Linked DNA regions of Sus scrofa: region 2 is linked to region 1. The links are chromatin contacts, called in public Hi-C maps. All regions are on one chromosome and are shown on one strand. Each heading gives the region's core, a stretch centred on a gene start, on an enhancer-like site or on the middle of the called end of the contact. The rest is flanking DNA. Distances are from core to core; before and after follow the strand shown.

Region 1 (7,476 bases), core at 1,998-4,497:
AGTATATAATATACATTGTTTGACACTAAAAAGCATGACTCATTTCTGCAAAGGTTAGACAAATGAGCATCCGTCAGATATATTGGGAGATTTTAGCTTGAGTATTTGTGTCTTTTAATGGTTTTGTTATCAGCTACCTTTTTGAAGTTCATTTCTATATAACCCTTACCCTTAAGTAATCTTGTATATTTCAAAACTATTAGTAAATAAAACTTTAGATGTTATTTAGTCAAAGGAAAATTTCCTACTTTAGATCTTAAAATAAATCAATATAAATTCTTTCTCTTAAAATAGACTGGAATGAAAATATTGGGACCCTGTGATCTGTTATTCCATACACTTTTCATGGGACAGTGTAATTCAGTACTGTCCAATAAAACTTTCTTCACGGTTGAAAAGTTTTATAGTTGCATTGTCCAAAATGGTAACTACCAGTCACAGGTGCTCCTGGATATGTGAAATATAGTTAAGGCAACAGAGGAACCGAGTTTTTACCTTATTTAATTTTAATTTGTTATGTACATGTTGTTGGTTGAAAAGTACAGATAAAATAAAACAAAATATGCAAGTAATAATAAACAATATATTCTGCACATCCATGAATTTTGAGTCAAAGTTTGAACTGTCGATCACTTTGTCCTTCATCTTCCTTACAAGTGCTTTTAAGTGCAACTCCCATAACTCTCATAACAGTGAGTTCAAATGGCCTTTCCAAGAAATGATCCTTGCCTTAATAGTAAGGTAGAAGACAGGTCGTATTAAAGTATTTTAGAGTAGTTATTGCTTCCTTTAATTTAATAATACATCATTTGATATAGATCCAGATGTATCGTAGGTATTTTTTTAAGTTAATAGAACAAAACTCAAATAACATCTAAAAATAATTGATCTAGGAAGACTGCACTGCATTGCTTCTTCAAATTAAATATAAAATACATTGAAATTTTTATTTTGTAAATAGTTTGGCTGTAGTCAGAGTGTCCTTTAGGAATGTTTTAGTATTGATGGATAGACGTTTAGAATAAGAAGAGACCTTAATCTTGTGTCTATGACAGCCATAGTTGAACTGATACATCTTCTTTCAAATAAATATTGATTTAATCAGGGCTACATTCCTGTTGGCTCAAAGGTGGTCTTGATAAAAAGCCTGGGCACTGGGCAACTGACTAACTCAGATCCAGACATAAATATTTTAAATGCATGGCCATTCGTTTATAATTATTATTTTTCTTCAAACCTTTCTTCTTTATCTTATAACTCCCTTGGTTAATGTTTTTATGCTTTCTGTTAAGTTAAATAATGTGTGTGTCTTCCCTGTATGTAACATTCAGAGACGGCATGGAATAGGAAAAAACAAAAGTGGTATTTGCATCTGTTGTTTCCGATTCACAGAGCTGGGAGTGAGGTGCTTAAGCTGACTGTCCACAGAGCTAAGATATCAGTAGGCAGTTTGCTGTAAGCACATGTTCAATTATTAAAATAGTCGACATTTTATGTCCGATAGCCATGGCAAGGTCACAACATTAATTTATCCAGAGTATTGTGGGCAACTGTCTAGAAAAAAAAAAAAATAGCGTAAAGGACACAGATGATTCTGGAGAGAGAGAGAGGAAAAAAAAAGATGGATCTGAGCAAAGAGACTTTAGAAATGACCAGTTTAGTACACAGACGTAGAACAGGAAGGAAGTCAGCAGGCGTCTTACCAACAATCAGTATTTTAAACTATGCTGTGTATGCATTAGTTTCTGTTACAGGTTTTCAGTAAATTCTAAGCTCGAACTCTGATCTGGAATCTTTGGTTTCTGAAATCGAATTTCCTATTTTATTTGTTACTTCAATGCTCAGTGATTCTTTGCTCTTTCCCCTGTTCCTTTTTTCCCCTTATCCACCATTCCCCTCCCTCCTCCCTTTTCTGTTTCCTTTTCTTCCTCCCCCTCCTGTTCTTTCCTTTCCTGTATTTCTCTCTCTAGTGAGAGTGTGTAAACTCCAAGCTTCCTCCAGGTGACGGTTTCTTTATTTGTGCTTTTTATTTTTGCTCTTAAGTTTTCCCTTTCCCCCCTTTTTCTCTCAAATCAGGAGCTTGGAGGGGCTGATTGTAAAGGTACATATCCTAGTTCAGTTGCTTCTTTCTCTTTAAGGGTTGTGTGATGTTTTCTTTGGAACCTCTGCAAACGGTTGTCCTTCACGTTTGTTGCCACAGATCTGCTGCCAGACTGCTACCTTAGTTGGTCCTGCAGTGCCGCAGTGCATGATGGGATCTGTCTGTGTGGGTAAACCGAAATTTCTCCAGCACCAGACAGCATTAGAGTTGGCTTGAGAATCATCGTACTTTTTCTATCCTTTGTATCTAGTTCTTGCAAGCTGCGGAGTCACTGATGGCTGGCTCTGTCTGGCAAGTTATTCAGAAATATTGCTTGTGTAGAAAAGAAAGGTAGGCAGTTTACCACGTTCTATCATTAAAGGGAACAGTTGAAGAACAAAGGAACTGGTAAATACCTATATACTGCCTTCTATGTTATGAAACACTGTAGCTCACATACGACTGCGTCCAAATTTTTACTTCTTATTGTAACAATGCACATAGTAGATTGTTTTCACATATATGTGCAAATCCATATTGTAAGTAAACATATCTTTAATCTTTAATATTTATAGCCTGCAAACATTTTCTAGTCTCAAAAACTGATATACATATTCATCAACACGGCTATTTATTATTATTTTTAAAAGTTCTTAAATCGAAAAAGTAAATATATATATATATATATATATATTAATATCCCTGTCGGTTAATTTCATCCCATCAAGTTAGGATTTCAGCGCAGTTTAAATCATATTGATGATTCAGATCCTGGCAGATCTCGTAATTCCTGTGAAATGAGAGCACAGCTAATAAAAATATTAAGCAATTATTTTTATTAAAATCATAGTTTTTTTTCATTAGTAAATAGAAATGATTGATCTTTACAGATCCACCTCAATCATGTGTCTCTTAAGCTGTTTGTGGGTTTCAGAGACAAGTGGAAAGGGTTTTTTTTTTGCTCTTTCGTCAGCCGGGATGGGGGTGGGTGGGAATGAAAGCGTAGAATAAAGTCTAAGACTGCTAAAGATTTGCTGGCATTATTTCTCTATCACGTGTGAGCCTGGCTGCCTGCTTCCTGAGGTAGTGAATCCAGGATGAGACTGTGTCGGAGCCTGTTTCCACAACTGTATTTGGAGATCTGTCTTATTGATTGGGAGTTGGGGGAGGGTGGGGATCGGAGTGTGAGGTGAGGGGTGGACCTGCTGACTACTGGCTCAGTGAAGCACAAGACAGTTTCTTCCGGAAAGATGTCAAACAACTGAGACATAGCCACAGAGGAAGTAGAAATGTGGAAAAATAAGGAGACCCTGGAAGAAATGAAGGCTCTGAGGGCTTTTTCTTTTAACTCCTTTTCTTTCTTTCTGTTGTTTTTTTTTTTCTTCCATCATCTGACCTGCAAAAGCTAGAGTGACAGCGTCATGCAAATACTGCAGTCCCGCAGGTCTGGGAGAGGGTGGATGCTAGACTGTGAGTTAATGTTAATGATGAGCGCAGTGAAAATACCAGCCGCTGCCACCCCCAGCACACAGAAGCGCTCTGAGTCAGCATCAGATGCTTTGCCTCGCCTCTCGCTGGGTGTCTGTATGCCTGTGCGCGCGCGTGCTCGCTCCGGCATCCGTGTCTAGCCGAGGGGAGGGGGTGGCGTGTGAGTGCGTGGAGGGTAAAAGCCAGTCAGTCAGTGAGAAGCAAAGGTACGTTGGAGAGCAACTAAAATCTGACTGATTTCCATCTTTGGAGCATCAGATGTATTCCCTAAGGAGGATGGGTCTCCGTGATGGGGGTGGTATAATTATGTTAATGTCATATTTATGGAGGGGTGAGATTTTTCATTCTAATAATTGGTTGAATGCTATGGTCAAAAATTGTAAAGCCATATTCAGTTTTAAGGAAAAGCATGGACTTATATCTAAGGACTGTTTTATTTTTTTGCTTTTTATGAGTGCTGCTTTTTTGTTTTATTTTATTTTTTAACTATTTACTATTTTAAGCCATAACTGATTCAGTATGGAAAATCAAACGATAAACAGAAAGAGATCTTATATAATGATGCATTACATCATGGAGCAGAATATTTAAAGTCTTAACAAGGCAAAGTAAAGATCTGGACAGAGGGTGGGGGGTGGTGGTTGGAAAGGGGTGTGGTACTAGGGTGGAGGAGGGGGGCCAGTTAGCAAATATTTTGTTCAGTATAGCTTTCCTTGCAGCTTACTTGGAAATGGATGATTCACCTGTTCTACAGGAAAACATTCTAATTCTTTCCATTTTTTTGTTTTTTTTTTTTTTCCTCCTCTTTTCCCTTTTAAGATCAACCACTTCAGAAGAACCAGATTCCACTTCTGTGGCCAGGACTTTTATGTTATGGCTGGTCCGATTGTTTTACCCTGCGTTCTATGCTACTAAACCTTGGATCATTCCTAAAGTACAAATTCTGTTCTCGAACCACAAACAAGGCTAAAAGATCGGAGGAAATTCAGTGAATATGCAGGATGGGGGTTGTGTATTTTCAAAAGTATTGAGCTTTATAATGCAATTATTTAAAAATAGAAACATTTTTTTTAATCATGTTGCCAGCATTTTAAGTTACGTGTTTGTTAAGTGGCATTGCTCAAATAGCTACAGAGTATGCATGGAAATATTGGCTGTCTGAAGAGTTTGGAGATTCAAAGAGAAATAGCAAGCTTCAGAGGTATTAAATTATGACATGCAAAAAAGTTTTTGTTTTATTCTTAACTGCAACAGTATATATTTAAATTAGATTTAAAGTGTTATATGTCCTGGGCCCACCTTAAAAGTTGTGCTGTATAGACTTGTAATGAGAAGCGAAATTTCAATTAGGGTCCCATTAACTGGCATATAATCCTCCTTTAATATAATGGAGGCTATGGTGTTGCTGTACAAATAGTCTAGAAACAGATTTTAACCCATTTTTGGTATCTTTCTTGGATCTAATGGAACGACTCTTAACTGTTTATTATCTGCCTTGTTTCTTACAGTCTTCATTATTTTAAGGTCTGAAATTAGTCTGTAAATGGTCGTCGTGAATACTCAGCTCATCCTGCCTTTTATATACCATATATATTTCTACGTATGTCATTTAATTAGTACTTAGAGGAAAAAGTTAATTGGACCCAACTGTAATTTCTAAACTAGCTTTATAACTGGAAGAAGAATTCTACCGCATCAAACCAGACTTTTCCTAGTCCCTGAGACCCTAACTTGTGAGGTATTTTAGTAACATCACAAGTCAGGCTCTTGGGACCTAGGCGGAGGGGAACCAGCAGCTTTGGACCTTATTGATTGTCTGCAGTTACCATCAGAACAAAAGAACATACATAGATTCTGCCTAGGAGAAAAGAACAATGCTCTTCTTTATAATCAGCAATGTTTCGAACATGACCCACCCCCCAAAATACAATTTGTAGAAACTGTACTTGAAAGTGATTACAGAGGTGCACTGAAATAGCATTTGTATTCTAATGACCATATAAAAGCAATATAAGATATCTGTGTAAGAAGCAAAATTAAGATACAGATGTTTTTTAAATGCTTCTTCTGGTGTATTTTAAGACAGCTAGTCTAAAGAATAACTCAGTTAATAATGAAGAGTGGTTTAAATTTATAACTTTTTTCATATGTATAGAAATATATACATTAGCTACTTAAATAAATCCTGTGTTTTCACATAACTGTGGCTGAGAATATGTAATGTATAGCTATAATCATGTTGAGGCCTAGAAATAAAATGATTTGCCCTCTTCTTTATTTGACCCTATTAGATTTTGCAACTGATTTAAGAAGAATGCTGCTTTGTGATTGGTATTTATTGCCAGAGTTTTCTTTAGTCTTTTTAACCAGACTAAATACTTTATATGCCCTATTATAATAAGACATTTCTTGTTATAAGAATTCAAGAGTTATATTAGCAGAAATATGGTACTTTTTAATTTTTACATTTTACTTGATATATACCATGGATGTATGTGAGATAAATTAGTAAACACCACCTATGAAGTCAGACTGCTCTAGTTCATTTAACAACCAAATCTGAACTGCAGACTTTTACTTTTATGAAAATTTTAGTTTTATACAAGGTAACTATTCCAGCTATAAGTAACATGAAATCTTTGAACATTATTAGCCATTGCCATATCATGTATGCATTTTTGAAAACAGAATCAAACATTAAGTCTGTTTTAAAATTTTACAATAATGTTTCAGATAATAAGATTCAAAATGGAGACGAGAGATTTTTCCATAATAGAAGAAACCAGAGACGATTTCATTCTTTAAACTCTGTTGCTTTGCAGGGGTACTATAAATTATATACATCTTTGCATTTTAAAAATAAATTTCTGAATGTATTTTAGAATAGTGTAATGGAGTCTTTGTTCACCTTTTTATTGGATTTGTTAGAATTACTTATGGTTTGAAATGTCACAGAATACAAATTACCCATGGGTTATATTTCTTAAAAAATTGATATTACAGTATCGTAGACATATTCCTCATCTATAAAGGCACATAGAATGTGTTTAAGCATGTATCCACCCTGTACCTTTTCAGAATATTTACTTATATCACCTATTTCATTTTATCTAGAACCTCTGAAATTTTAAGTGTGTGTGTGTGTGTGTGTGTGTGTGTGAGTGTGTGTGTATAAAACAAGTGCTTTAAAACCCCAAATGAACAGAGATAAACAATAAAGTTTTTGGTAATATTTATATTTTCCTTCTTTTAATCTTATTCTCATTGTAATTAAGCATTTTTAAAAGCATAAGTTTCTCAATACAAAGAACTCTATGTATAGGTATCTACAAGTACACAGAAACTTGATTATTTTTAATAGCAATGTTTAGACAATGAATCAGAAACTACCTCTTATGTAAAATAATATCACATGCAAGTATGTGTTTACAGACACCTGTTTTAACATAACCCTATAAGCGAGATGTATAAGATGTTCCATCAGTTTCAAAATAAAGTAAGGGACAGATGTTTACTGGCTAGAGTGATATCAAATATAAGCCATTTCAAATACATGATTTTTATGTCATCGTATTTATGAACCACACTATATATCAATTTCTGTTTCATAATCAGAAGATACCAAAGCTAGATTTAAAATGCTGTGTTGTTTATTTTCCCCATAAACATATATAAAATGTATAATTCTTACTAACCATTGTGCATTTTCTGAACCCTCTGTGTATAACTTTCCGATATGAGAGCGTCATTAATAAAGCTTTTCTCTTCCTTCATAAAGGTGAGTAGAGATCTAAGTGAGTAACTTTGTTTATATAAATTACTTTATGCTGTATATGGGTAGATAGATGCTTCTTTTTCTGCATTTCTCGCTTAGCTGTCACAAGATAATGTTGTTTGGGGGCTGTATA
Region 2 (7,476 bases), core at 2,777-5,276, 520 kb after region 1:
CAATAAGGTACAGGGTAAAATGTACAACATTTAGAATATAGTCAATAATATTTAATAATGTTTGATTACATATGGTAAGTACACTTATCATAATGGTCAACTTACAAAATACATAAATATCAAATCATTATGCTGTACACCTCAAACTAATATAATATTGTAATTTTACTTCTTTCAGTAAAAAAAGAAGAGGATGAGAGGGAGGAAATTTAGACACAGACATGTACAAAGGGACAATGATATGAGGACAGGGAGAAGATGGCTTTCTGCAATCCTAGGGGAGAGGAGGCTTGGAACAGATCCTTCCCTCATGGTCCTTAGAAAGAATTAATGCTTCCACATCTTGATCTCAGACTTGCAGCCCCCCAAAGTGTGAAAAAAAAAAATTTTGTTGATTAAGCCAGCCAATCTGTGGTACCTGTTTATGAGAAGGCCTAGCAAAGTAATAGACTATCTGGTGATAATTCTTTACTAACCAGGACACAAGTGTAGATTGTCTCCATTTCTTCAGAGGGAAAATTCTGAAGAAACTTTTACATGGAGCCCTGGAGTGATAAGCAGTTCAACAGTACACATTTTATTTTATTTTTTCCCAATTTCTTGTGTTTTTCCTCACTCCATCATTCCCACTTCTTGGGATCACCTCCTCAAAACAAATTACCTGAATCCAAGTTCTTGTCTTGAGCTTCTTTTTCAGGGGGATCAAAATTAGCACAGCACAACTACGTATTTCTTCACTGTGATTTCTTCTTGAATCACTTTCTTGACTTTTCTGACACCACACATCTGGTTTTCCTCTTACCTCACTTGCTACATCTTCCCCTCTTCTCTTCTGCTTAAACTCTTAAGGCGGAAGTGACCACCTGGATCTACTTGACAAGGCTTGGATCTCTCCTTACACTCTCCTCGGGTCATCAGAAAGTCAGTGCTCAGCCTCCATCATACTTGTTCTGTGAGCAGGATGGGATACAATTAATCTCTCCCTCCTCCTTGATGTGCTTTCTTCACAAAGCTTCCAGGATGCCCTACTCTGGTTTTCCCACTGTACCACTCATCATGTTTCTCAGTGCTTATTCTCATACTTCCTCCTCTCCCCAATCTTTTAAAATTGGAGAGCAATGGACCTAAGTCCTAGACCTATTTCCTCTCTTCCTAATCTCATTCCCTCAGAGACTGCACTCAGTCTCAAGCCTTTTAAAATCATATACTAACAATTTCCACACTTATTTTTCCAAACTCCAGACTCAAATATCCAACCACATATAGTTATATTTTAATGTTGTGGTGGTTTTGACATGCAATAACTTGGTTAGACAAAACTACATTTTCTAAGATTCCTTTCCTATATGTTTCTGGTTAAGTTGGGTCTCAAGAGAGATTCTGATGGAAGGTTTGGAATCAGCAGACATTTTGTAATTCCTTCCTATTGTTATTTATCCACAGGTTCTACTCACTGGCATGAGGCAGAGGTTGGATCTGCAATAAATCCCACTTCCTCCTGGAATATCCTTTGCTTTCTTGATCCCAGGGCCAAGTGTATGTATTTATCTATCTGATAGAGGGCCCTGGCTTCTTTAGGAGACCTATATCATCAAGGTCAAAGGCAACCATGAACTGACTTTGCTTATATATTCCAGTATGTTCTGTTCTTGCTCTCCCCTATTCTACATTCTTCTTTTCTTCCCAACTGCCTGCCTGGTGGACTTCAAGTTTCAGTATAAGACACAAAGATGACAGCCTTACAGAGACTGCTTAAACAGCTCCTACAACTGCATAAGTTCAAATCCCTCTAATAAATCCCTTCGTGTATCTCTAACTACATCTATATATACTAGATAGATATATAGATATATAGATATATATACACACACACACAGTATAATGAGCTATATGAAGGGATTTGTATATCTATTTTGTATATTTCTATCTTTATGTGTCTGCTTTCAATACATATCCAGAAATAAGGAAAACTATATATCCCTATATACTGGATATATATCCTGTATATAGAAGATATATAAAAGTGCATGTTAGATGGATTTAAAAATGTATGTTCATAAACATATATATACACACACACACATGTGCATATATTGTGAATATATATATATATACACATATATGCATGTATCAGTCAGGGTCAGTCAGGGTTGAAGCAAAGAAGCAAAAACTGTATCTGTTTCTCTATTTGAACCCTGACTGCTACAGATATCTTATAGACATCTCCAAGTCAGTAAGTCCAAAAGTAAACTCCCCACAAAACTTGCTTAACCTGTGACCATTCCTGTCTCAGTTGATGGCAATCCTATTCTTCTAGTTGCTCAGACTCAGTTCTCAAAGTCATCACTGACTCCTTTTCTAAGACCTCACACATAAGTGATTGGAAATGTTATGATGTCTACCTTTCTAATACATATCCAGAAATGAAGAACAATTGCTAGACTTAGATTACCCATCTATAATGCGTCTAAGAATTGACTACCAATGGCTGCTAATAAGGCAAAGAGAAGCCTTCAGAATTATACGCCTCCTACGTGTGAGGTATGTATACAACAGCATCTCTGATGCAATCTTGCCAGAAAAACAAATCTGAATTGAATCAAGCCTCTAGATGTAACTACAAATTTTCAAAAATAATAAGAGATAGAAGAACTTATTATGTGACCCAAGAGGTATATTATTAACATTCACTAGAATGTGGCAAATACCAAAAGACAAGGCAATCTAGTGTCCACAAAAAATAAAGATGAGGAGAAAAAAAAAAGATATGAGACAGAGAACAAGCAAACCTAAAGGTTAAAAGATTTAAGATATACAGCAATGAAATCTCTACAAATACAATGTGTGGATCTTACCTGAGTATTGATTCAAACACCAAAATTTTTAAATTACAAGGTAACTGGGTCATTTACCCATTGAATGGATATTTGATATTTAGAATATAATTAATACTTGAGGTGTGATAATTATATTGTGGTTGCATTTTCTTTTAGGGCCGCGCATGTGGCATATGGAAGTTCCCAGGCTAGAGGTCACACTGGAGCTATAGGTGCTGGCCTACGCTGCACCCACAGCTGTGGTTGCATTTTTAAATAGTCTTTATCTTCGATGGATTGATACTGAATTATTTATTAGATGGAAATAGTTTGACCGTGAGTGGAGAAATCTGAAGGTGGGTGATGCCATTTCCTTCTCCTTCCCTCTTTACTTTTCATGTTTCAAACTTTCCATAATAAAAGGCTTTTTAACTCTATGAATATTTAGATAGTATGATAACTAAAAATGGCAGTGAAAACACTGTTTCAGAAGTGGAAGAAAAGGACTGACTTACAGGACTAATAGTATTTTTGTTGACATTTATTCTAACAGAAAAATAATACATTCTTAGCAATAGAATAATAAAGTGCTCAAACTTCTTTTAGGGATAGCTTTTTTTATTTTTTTAAAAAACATTGTTAGGACAAACAACCATAATGACTTTTCATCAAAAAACAAATGCTTTCAGATTCAGCACACAGGTAGAATTCAGTTCCTAACTTTCTGAAAGCACACTAGCATACTTTCTTCTCTCTTTTCTCACTTCATATCACATGGTTCCATGCTATTTTTAAAGACACACAATTTGCCAAGTGGAAAATGTTTTTATGTGCTGTAAAAGATAAAGAGGCTTTTTTTTTTTTTTTCCAGGAGTGTTTTATGCATTAACCTGTTTGGCTTTCTGAGTATTTATCACATGTGCTTTTGCTTCTATCTTTTGACTTATTTTGCCCTGATGAAGGAAAAAATCATGCTTGTCAGGAACTTCAAAGGCCTTGAAATCCTCCAATGCCAGTTGTTTCCAGAACAGCCCTCTGTCATCAGGGTTCCTGACAAGCTTCGGCAAAGCAGGCAATTGGCTTGTCTCAATAGCAGCTGCCGACTGTCATCCCCTTGATTTGAAAGTCAAGGTCCTGCCTTGGTGTGGAGGCAGATCTCTTCTTGGCAGGTGAAAGATTCCTCAGCAGAGGCAGAAGATCAAATGGAGTGTGTCAGACGCTGTGTGAGAACAAGGTCACCCTGACCCTACATGAGGGCCGCCAAAACCACTGGAGACAATGTTCTCAGATCTGGAGTTCAAACCACAAGGAAAGGGGCCACCATGACCAAAACTGTTCTCAACTCTCAGGTTAGCACTGGAAAAGAGGATCAAAGGCCCTCCTCATACTCCTCACCATCCTCCTTACCCAGGCATTGATCTGCCACATAGTCAGAAGCTAACACAGAGGAACTAATTGAGGAGGCTTTGCAGCCATGGAAGACCAGCACTGTGTGTAGTTTACAAAGATCACAAACATTCTTTTTGCTAATCCACATCACAATCGCATACATTAGCTGTGACTAACAAACCACGTTTCACAGGGGCCAAACTGAGGCCTGCCTCAGGGACCTGCCCATGAGGAGGCCACACATCGAAAAAAGAGGAATGTGCTTTCTTTCTTTCTTTTTTTTTTTTAAACTATATTTTATTTCATTTTATTTTCCTTAAGAGGATTGGGCTTTCTTGGGCTGGGCTCCTTCAGTCCTACTGCCAAGCACTCCTATGGTAGCTGTTGAAACAGTGCTGTTGAAATGGTAAGGACCTATCCATCCACCTTTCTCCAATTCTCTCACCCTCCTCTCCCCTAATGTTACCTAAACCCCAAAAGTGTAGAACTTCAAACTCTTCTCTTCCCACTAATCGCCCTGGTTGAAGCCCCCACCTCTCCAGGGCACCACATGACCCATAGTGATTTGAAGCACTCTTGCGGCTAAACAGCAAGAACTTTCAGGAATGCACGCCTGCCCCATGAACCAGCACACTGTAAAACAGCTGTGTTCACCTTTTCCCAATAAAATTCAAACAATAAATTTGGTTCCTGTTATATCTGCAATAGTGGAAATATGTTTGTGATTTTAAAAAGTCATAATGTCTGTCAGAAGGAAGGATAATATACATAGGATTCAACAGTTTCAGGATCCCTTGTCAAAAGAAATAACTGTGTAACTTTCGCATAATAATTTGGTACTATATAGGGGGGAAAAGCATATAAAATTTAACATGATTTATAGGGATGATATCTAAACATTTAAGTCAGTATTTATAACCAGATGACTAGGCCAACGTGGTACCAATGTTGCTAGAAGAAGATTAAGTGAAGAGGGAGTGCCTCCTTCAATGGGACTAGTTCCCAGGTTTGCACAGGAAGGCAGACTTGTGGGGCTTTGTAGCCGGCCCATAACTATCCCTAGAAATAGGGTAATTCATATTTTCTTCCCTCAGGGGTTAAAAGTGACAGGTTACAGAGTTCCCGTCATGGCTCAGCAGTTCATGAACCTGACTAGTATCCATTAGGACAAGGGTTCAATCCCTGGCCTCGCTCAGTGGGTTAAGGATTTGGTATTGCCATGAGCTGTGGTGTAGGTCCCAGACACAGCTCAGATCCTGCGTTGCTGTGGCTCTGGTGTGGGCCAGCAGCTACAGCTCTGATTGGACCCCTAGCCTGGGAATCATCATATGCCACAGGTGCAGCTCTAAAAGATAAAAAGACAAAAAAAAAAAAAGAAAGTGATAGGTTACATAATGAATAGTTTGCAAAGATAACTCGAAGGAACTTTGTGAAAGTGTGGTTAGAAAACTAGATGGGATAGTTATACCTATTTTAAGAAGTTTAACTATTATTTAGAAGAGAAAAAGACACTACATGTTATCCCTGATTTACCTACTCTTTCTCATGTCTGTGCTTTCACCCAAAGGTGGTGCTTATTAAATTTTGACTTAAGAAAACCCTGACAACTTTTCAAGATTCTGCTGAAATTCAGCTTCTCCCCAAATCATTCCATCAAAGGACTCTGCCTTTAACATAAGTCTCATACCTATGAAGTGTACCATCACTTACTGCATATTCTAGTCACCATCACTGGGGAATAAATAAAGCTCACTGAAAGAGCTAACAGATAAATTTTATGAATCCTGAAAAAAAATCAATGTTATTGCCGTTCCTATAATAAGTACTGAAGAAAGAATTTAAATTATTTTATCCACCTAATAAAGGACACCATGTATAAGGCAAATAAATATTTTGGACAATGATGCAGAAAATAAGAGAGATAATTACTAAAGATTAGAAGACTCTTATGGACTAAAGGAGTGCTAAATGCATACTAGAAAATAATTTTTCTAGTGATAGAATGCACTTGAAAGTATGCTTGAAGTAGAATGTGAATTAAGAACTTTATCCTGAAGAAAATTTTACCTTTGAAAAGACAGGCAAGTTAAAATGCCAGCTAGAACACAATCTTAAGTTTTTAGTAATGCAAGAATCTCCTATTCAATTTCACACTCTAATAATATTTGCTATATATTATAATGTCATCATTCCACTGAAGAAATTTTGCCGAAGTGGTCCATTTAAATTTACATTTTAATGTTATAAAAGGCAAAACAGTTGAGCAAAACTGCATGAAGTTTTCCTCCCATGCGAGTTTTAACTGGGTAGGCAATTTGGTATAACCAGAGTCTAAGAGAATTTAAAGGGACAATAGTATGTGCTTCCTTCTAACTCTTTGATCCACCGAATGTGTCATCAGCTGAGTCTCCAGACTTACAAATAATATTTATCCCACTTGTGTTATAGAGTGGTTTGTATGTTAAGAATTTTTTCATGATTATAGTTAACATTATGACAATCTTATTTACATAAGTTGGCAAATAAATCACATAAATAATTAAAGGTCCACCAAACAACAACTTGTCTAAAGAAAGGCAAGTTCAGAACCCTAGAGACCTAAACTTTGTTCCACCCAAATTTGCTGAATGACCTTTAAGCCATTTCTCTCTTATCAATTCTCTCAAGTGACAAAGTGAGATAATAATTCCTAACTACCTCACAGAATTGGTGAAAACATCAAATGAAACAATAAATAGTCATGTTCTTCATAAAGCAGAAAACGCTTACCCAATATGAAACATTATTTTTACTGTGTGAGCAGAATGAGAAAGTTTGAGGTCTCCAGCTAATTGTCTTTAAAATCTGAAACACATGTTGTAGTAATTATCCTTTTGTACCTCTCTCTCTTTTTTAGAGAATTCTTGAGTGGTGGATGCTACAGATCTGAAAATCATTATGCTGAAATATTTCCAGCCCTCCCAGCCACAAAAATGTGTCTGTCAAGCAAGGCTGTATTTGCTGCAACTCCCCAATAGTATTAATAGAAGCAGAGGTTCTAAAATATTGCTAGGAACATTTAAAAAGTTCAGTTGCTTCTAATTGGTTCACAGATGTTTAAGAAAAATAGTAAGTTTATTTTGAAACCGCTCAGAATGATAAGACTTTACTCAAACTCTTTATGTACTTTCACCTCAATTCCAGAATCATCTGATAAGTTATGCCAAGTATTTCAGTAGGCAATAAAAAAGTTAGAACATTACATGGGAATTCTCTTTATCATTCTAGACAC

Evidence for each region. Hi-C and Micro-C count contacts between places; a contact is called where the count stands out from the background.
Region 2: a Hi-C map of heart right ventricle shows a contact between it and region 1, with 1.8 times the contacts expected there. The contact joins two enhancer-like sites.

The regions. Positions count from the first base shown.
Region 1 is chr13:181,344,779-181,352,254 of Sscrofa11.1, forward strand. It overlaps a transcript of LOC106508546 not described here. Among named protein-coding and RNA genes, the nearest start is that of MIRLET7C, 45 kb to the left of the region's middle. Within about 2 kb of position 3,248, at least 59 of the 83 cell types and tissues checked have an H3K27ac peak or open chromatin away from gene starts, as enhancers often do.
Region 2 is chr13:181,868,320-181,875,795 of Sscrofa11.1, forward strand. No RefSeq gene overlaps it. Among named protein-coding and RNA genes, the nearest start is that of CXADR, 260 kb to the right of the region's middle. Within about 2 kb of position 4,027, at least 8 of the 83 cell types and tissues checked have an H3K27ac peak or open chromatin away from gene starts, as enhancers often do.